Regions from separate parts of the Rattus norvegicus genome. Here region 1 is linked to region 2. Evidence: chromatin contacts called from public Hi-C data. All regions are on one chromosome and are shown on one strand. The core of a region is the stretch at or near the end of the contact, and the rest is flanking DNA. Distances in the headings are between cores, read along the strand shown.

Region 1 (2,700 bases), core at 135-2,634, 96 kb after region 2:
AAGGGAACATTTAGAGCAGGTTGGATTGAAAACATTAATAGCACAAGTAGTAAGAATCTTGTAACATTGGAGAAGCATTCATTGACTTACACTTGTGTTTTCCGCCTAGGGGTGTTTACTTAGCATGGTGATACCATCACTTCTCTGAGGGAAGATACTATCCTTAGGTGAGTCACCTGTCATTGAGTTTCTGCTGTAGTCAGCTGGCAGGTAATGTGCATATGAGTTCCAATAAACGCTAGAGAAATTTATAGTGGCTAAATATTTTAACTGGCAATTTTGACTGAATTCGTTTTGCCCAAATGCCCTTCAGGTAAATTTTTTAAAAGTCGCCTCAGTTCCCATGTCTATATCATCTATACTATATCTGGTTTGCTTTGTCTCTCGATATGTAGGCCATGCTGACCGCGAACTCTTGCCTCAGCCTCCTGAGTACTAGGATTATGGATGTGTGCTGTCACACGAAAGCTCTAGGAAAAAAAAGATATTTTTATCCTGGGAACTTGATAGCAATCAAATGTAAATGATCATGCTCACAGCCCCCACCATAGAACACAGCAGCAAACTCTACTAAACTGTAGGAAATGAAGCACAGTGGGATTGAGAATCTGCTGCAGTCACAGGGAGTGAGTGGCAGGTCACTGTTAGGACCATGGTTATGTAGGCTGTAGTCTGATGTGTCTTTCTGGGGTGAATTTTAAAGTCTTCCTCCAGCTTTTCTTTCTCATCGTAAACTTTCCCATTTATTCATAGTTCAACGTCCTTGCAATGTTTACCTTAAGAGGATCATGAATTCCAGATGAGTCTATTACATAAAGTCAGGGGACCCTCCAGGGCCTTAAACCTATGAACTCAGGGATCTAAGACCTAACAGACACAATGGTGGTGAACTGGACCTCCCCCCCCCATACTGATTTATCCCCTATCCCAAGCTTCTGAGGGAAAGGGTCTCTTACTGCTTCATCAAAGACAATGTGGAAAGGAAAAGCATCACAGAACACCTCCTCTTCGACCCATAGTCTCTCAGGATAGACGGGCTGGAAGGTGTCCCTGAGGGGCCCTGGATACAGAGAGAGAGAGAGAGAAAGCCCTATTGAGCGGCCCTCCCAGAGCTGCTCCGACAGGGTTAGAATCTTAAGTGCGTCACAGGCTAAGTGTGATTCCCACTCTTTAGCACAGGCTCCCTCAGCTTCTCCAGATGGCCACCGCAATTATTGTCCAAATTAAAACAAACAGAAAATTTGAGACCAGGTTGAGAAGCCCTCCTGCCCCCTGCCAAGTTTCTGCCCATCGCTGAAGAGTTCGTTTCTGGGCCAATTGAGTATGTCTCACCATGAAAACAGAGCTGGCATTGAACGGTGACAAGCAGACAATGAGTCAGAAGAGAAGCGAGTGTGTGCTGGGCCCGGCCTTGGGGACGTTTGCCATAGAGCTTCTTAGACTGACAGTTTAGGGTGGCACGTGAAAATTTAACCAACAGCCCCATTTGGCAGGGGTTGCAGATTCTCAATGGAGCCTTTTTGATATGAAAATCTCCTAGACAAAGGATGTCAACTGTGTTTGCTACAGCTTGAAGGACTCAGAATGCAGCTCTTTGAGCCCTGCAGACCTTCACCCAGATGCCTGTCATTTGACCTACCAGGCCATGACAAGGAGCATCTAGCTCCCTTCTTCCACTGGGTCAGAGCTCTGATTCAGACTTGAGAGTTAGGAACTAGCTGGCAGGCTGGCTCAGAGCCCAAAGACCCGGTGTGATGAGCTTCCCACCTTCACTTTGTGAATGGGAAGCTGGAGGGGACTGCATTGTCTCAAGTCACAGCTTCTCAGAGACACAAATGCACTTTCTCAGTGCTTGCCCTCTGTCCTTTGTACTGCTGGCTAGCTGTGGTTAGCCACTGATTTCCAGTCCAGAAACACATCCCAGTCAAGGTCGGGAGTCCAGAAGCAATGCAGAATTCACTGTGGCCAGTATGCCTGTGCCCAGCCTCTGCGTCACAGTCAGTATCTGGGACTGAGTCCAAGCTAGTGGCTTTCCTGATTACGGAGATGACAGTGTCTCCATGTCACCCAGCACAAACAAAAGAGCTGATTTGTGGCGAGTTAGAAGCTGATTTTTTTTTTTTAAAGTTAAAACCACAGATGCCAAATCCTAGCTCTGCAGGAATCAGGGGTTTTGAAATTGCAGGAAGCTTTGCCCTACTTGTGTATGAGTCTCCTCCCCTGCAGACCTGGCATCGGTCCTCATCCCAGAGCTGGAGCAGCAGAGCAGCCCACTTACCTTTTCCAAAAAGGACCGATGCCCTCACAGCAGTTGAGTGAGATTTCTCCCCAGGGCAAACAGGGATGTTTAAATATCTCTCCTTCATCCGAAGGAGTGTTCCCTGGAGAGCCTGCAGGGGGATGGAAATGAAATACAGGTACCTGGTCACAGGACCGGAGATGAACAGGCCCTGCCTCCAGGCCCTGCCTCTTGCTGCTGCTGCCGCTGAGCTGTCTTTGTATACTGAAGCATGATGGCGGCTGGACAGATAGTGTGAATGCTTACAACATGAGTTCTACCAAGAGCCAGGAACTCTAAGGTGCACTCACGACTTAATCCCCACGCTGTTTTCCTACCAAAGGTGGTGAAATATTTTTGCAAGATCTCCAGGGAATGCTTAGAGGCCCATGCTTCCCTATGTGTTGCTCCGAGACTATGTC
Region 2 (2,700 bases), core at 166-2,665:
TGTCTTTGCTGAGTAAATCTCCCATCTGCCCAGCAAGCCGCCAGACCTGCACTCTCCCATTTCTGTTTAAGTTGTTAAAGTGTAACCTGGGGTTGGAACCTGAAAAATGTATGAAATACATAAATGTGAAATGCATAAGCCTAAAATGAATATAAGCTAACAACGCCTTCTATTTAAGGCTCCTCTTTGAGCATTAGACACCCCCCCCACACACACACACACATTAAAGAGCATTTCCTGTAGCTGGGCATATTAATCTTGTAACACCTCTGCCTACTGAGGTCCAACTGGGTCAAAAGTCTTAATTCTCAGCTAGCATGAAAAGTAAAGCAGGTCCCAGGGGACAGACAACCTTTCCTCCAGTATCCTCTTCTGTCTGTGTATCCTGCTTCATCTTCATGACTCTTATCCACAGCTAGGGGAGACTAGCACAGAATAGAGCTGGGTAAAGCAGCAGTTCTCACTGTGGCCAAGTGCTGGGACTGTGGCCTGAACAAGTAATACTGACTTTGCTTTTGTCTGAGAAAAATCATGACATGTTCCTGCTTGGTCTTATTTTTTATGGTCTTAGAATAGTCTGGTCAAAGGTGGGTATTTTTAAGGGGTTCATGCCTAATGGGATAATTTTAGCATGTCTTAAGATCCAGGCCAACTTCTGGTATCATGGGCCGTTACCACTTCTTAAAAGCTTTAGCCACCTTTATACTATAACTCAGACCTTATTTTTGTTAAATGTGTCTCCCATTGCTCCCTCTACAAAATGCTACTAGATTGGATAACAATGAACACAAGTGCATATTCTGCCCAGAAAGTTTAGGACAAGCTTCCATCTCTGATAGGTAGCTGAGCCTTTGAGAGATGAATTTGCTCTTCATCTCCCTAGTCAGGGCGTAATTCCTTTTTCTATTGTCCCTGAGTGAGCCCTAGGCAACGAGACAAAAACCAGATATCCACTTTTGCACATGACATTCCAGCACTTGGGAGGTTTCTGATCCAGGATTCAAAGCCCGCCAGGGCGTCTTATTTTGAAGGTCAGTCTTGGCTAGGTGGTGGACCCTGTGTCAAATCCTAAACTAAGTCTTGTTACTAAAATAAATATTTATCCTAAATAACAAGTACATATGTTGAACCCCAAGTTATAAATATATTTTGCGTTGTATCTTAAAGAATTACCTTAACTATCAAATTGGCCCAAACCCATTTTGAAGACTGCTCGCATGCACTGGGAATCTCAGTGTGTGAAATACACCCACGAGCAGTATCGGCAGACTGAGAGTGAGAAAGCCGCGGAGCTCCTCAACCTCCACAGCCTCCGGGGCCCGCGCAGATTTCAAAGAGGAAGCCGAGCGGGCGGGCCCGGAAGCGGAGGCAGGCTGGTGGTCCGGACTGAACAGCCCCTCGGCGCCACTTCCGGCGGCGTGCGACATGGCCGGAGGTCGGGACCGCGGGGACTTGGCTGCTAGGCAGCTAGTGTTCCTACTTCCAGGTAAATGCGGTCGGCGCGTGGGCCGAGTGCACTCGTGGCGGCGGCGGCGGCGGCGGCTTGTGGCTTTTGCCCAGGCCAGCACCGGTCCGCGAGTTCCTGGCGGGCGGGGATTCGGCGACCCGCACTTTGCAATGCATCCTGGTCACGTGTCACAACACGCGGGAAACTCCAAACCCGGAAGCGAAGGGAGAGTTTGCGCTGATTCCCTGGGGCGGGCCTGGCCACTCGGCCTGCGGAGGGTTGGGGTTCTGGGGACTCTGCTGCCCCTGGGAATTACTAGGTGTCTGCAGTTCAGCGTCTAGAATCCTTCCGGCTCCAAACCAGAGATCCAGTAGTCTCATGCTGAGCAGCTCTGCTGCTCTGGAAAGGCTTGGGTGGCCAGGCTTAAGGGAGCCTGGATAGGGTTTAGCTGAGTGTGGTTTGAAGCAATTCCATAACAAAGTCATTTAGTATCCCTGAAGATAGTGACCAGCTATGAGGGCATGTGGCGGCATGGGACAGCCGGTGCCATATGAGGAGGGCAAGTGAAATAAATTTAGGTTAGGGAATGCAAGCCAGAAACATTCATTTTACAGATGATACATGTGACGTTACAATATGGGTAAAGAGGAAAACACCCTAGTCACTTTAACTTTGTGTTTTAGCTTAGCAAATACAGAGCATTTTTACAGCAAATAGACTTCACCAGGGTATAATCATCTTTTTTTATAATCTTGATGTAACAACCTGACACTTATTTTGAATACATAGCTTCTGTCCTGTGTAAAGAGTTAGCACAGTCAAGTGTATGGATTTCGGGAATGTAGCTCACCCAACTGAACCTGGTATGCTGCTGATCAAGAAGAGAAGCCCGGCCTTTCTGCCATCACGTTAGTTTTGCCTGTTTAACCTCTGTGCCTTTTGTATCTGTCTTCCTTCCCTCAGTATCATGGCTACCAGATCCAAACACGTGGTCAGCACCAAAGGTTTGGTTGGTTGATTCTGGTTGTACACATATCAATACTTCTCTCCTGAGGATGGGTGACTCTAGGTGTTTCTGGTTTGCAGCTATTAGGAGTTACACTTCTTTTGAGTGTTCTTTTGAGGCTGTTGGTGGACATTGACGTTCGTTTCTTCTGAGTGTCTGTATCCTGGAGTGGAAGCTGCTTTTGGGTGCTTGTTGTTTCTTTAGTACTGCAAAATGGTTTTCTGAAGTGGTTGATACCGATTCATAC

The links. A called contact is a pair of places that touch in the nucleus more often than the background predicts.
Region 1: a contact with region 2 is called in a Hi-C map of mammary epithelial cells, with 2.0 times the contacts expected there. The contact joins the enhancer-like site here to the promoter of Rnaseh2b in region 2. A contact is called at or near these places in 2 of 12 Hi-C or Micro-C datasets (Schwann cells and mammary epithelial cells).

The regions. Positions count from the first base shown.
Region 1 is chr15:40,811,712-40,814,411 of GRCr8, forward strand. Gucy1b2 (guanylate cyclase 1 soluble subunit beta 2) reads right to left here. Exons shown (of 16, transcript NM_001270711.1): 7 at 2,279-2,390; 8 at 957-1,060. Among named protein-coding and RNA genes, the nearest start is that of Gucy1b2, 32 kb to the right of the region's middle. Within about 2 kb of position 1,385, at least 62 of the 93 cell types and tissues checked have an H3K27ac peak or open chromatin away from gene starts, as enhancers often do. A contact at or near this core is called in Schwann cells, where this site is marked.
Region 2 is chr15:40,715,844-40,718,543 of GRCr8, forward strand. It overlaps Rnaseh2b (ribonuclease H2, subunit B), which reads left to right and starts at 1,416. Exons shown (of 11, transcript NM_001007007.1): 1 at 1,416-1,486. The coding sequence starts at 1,426.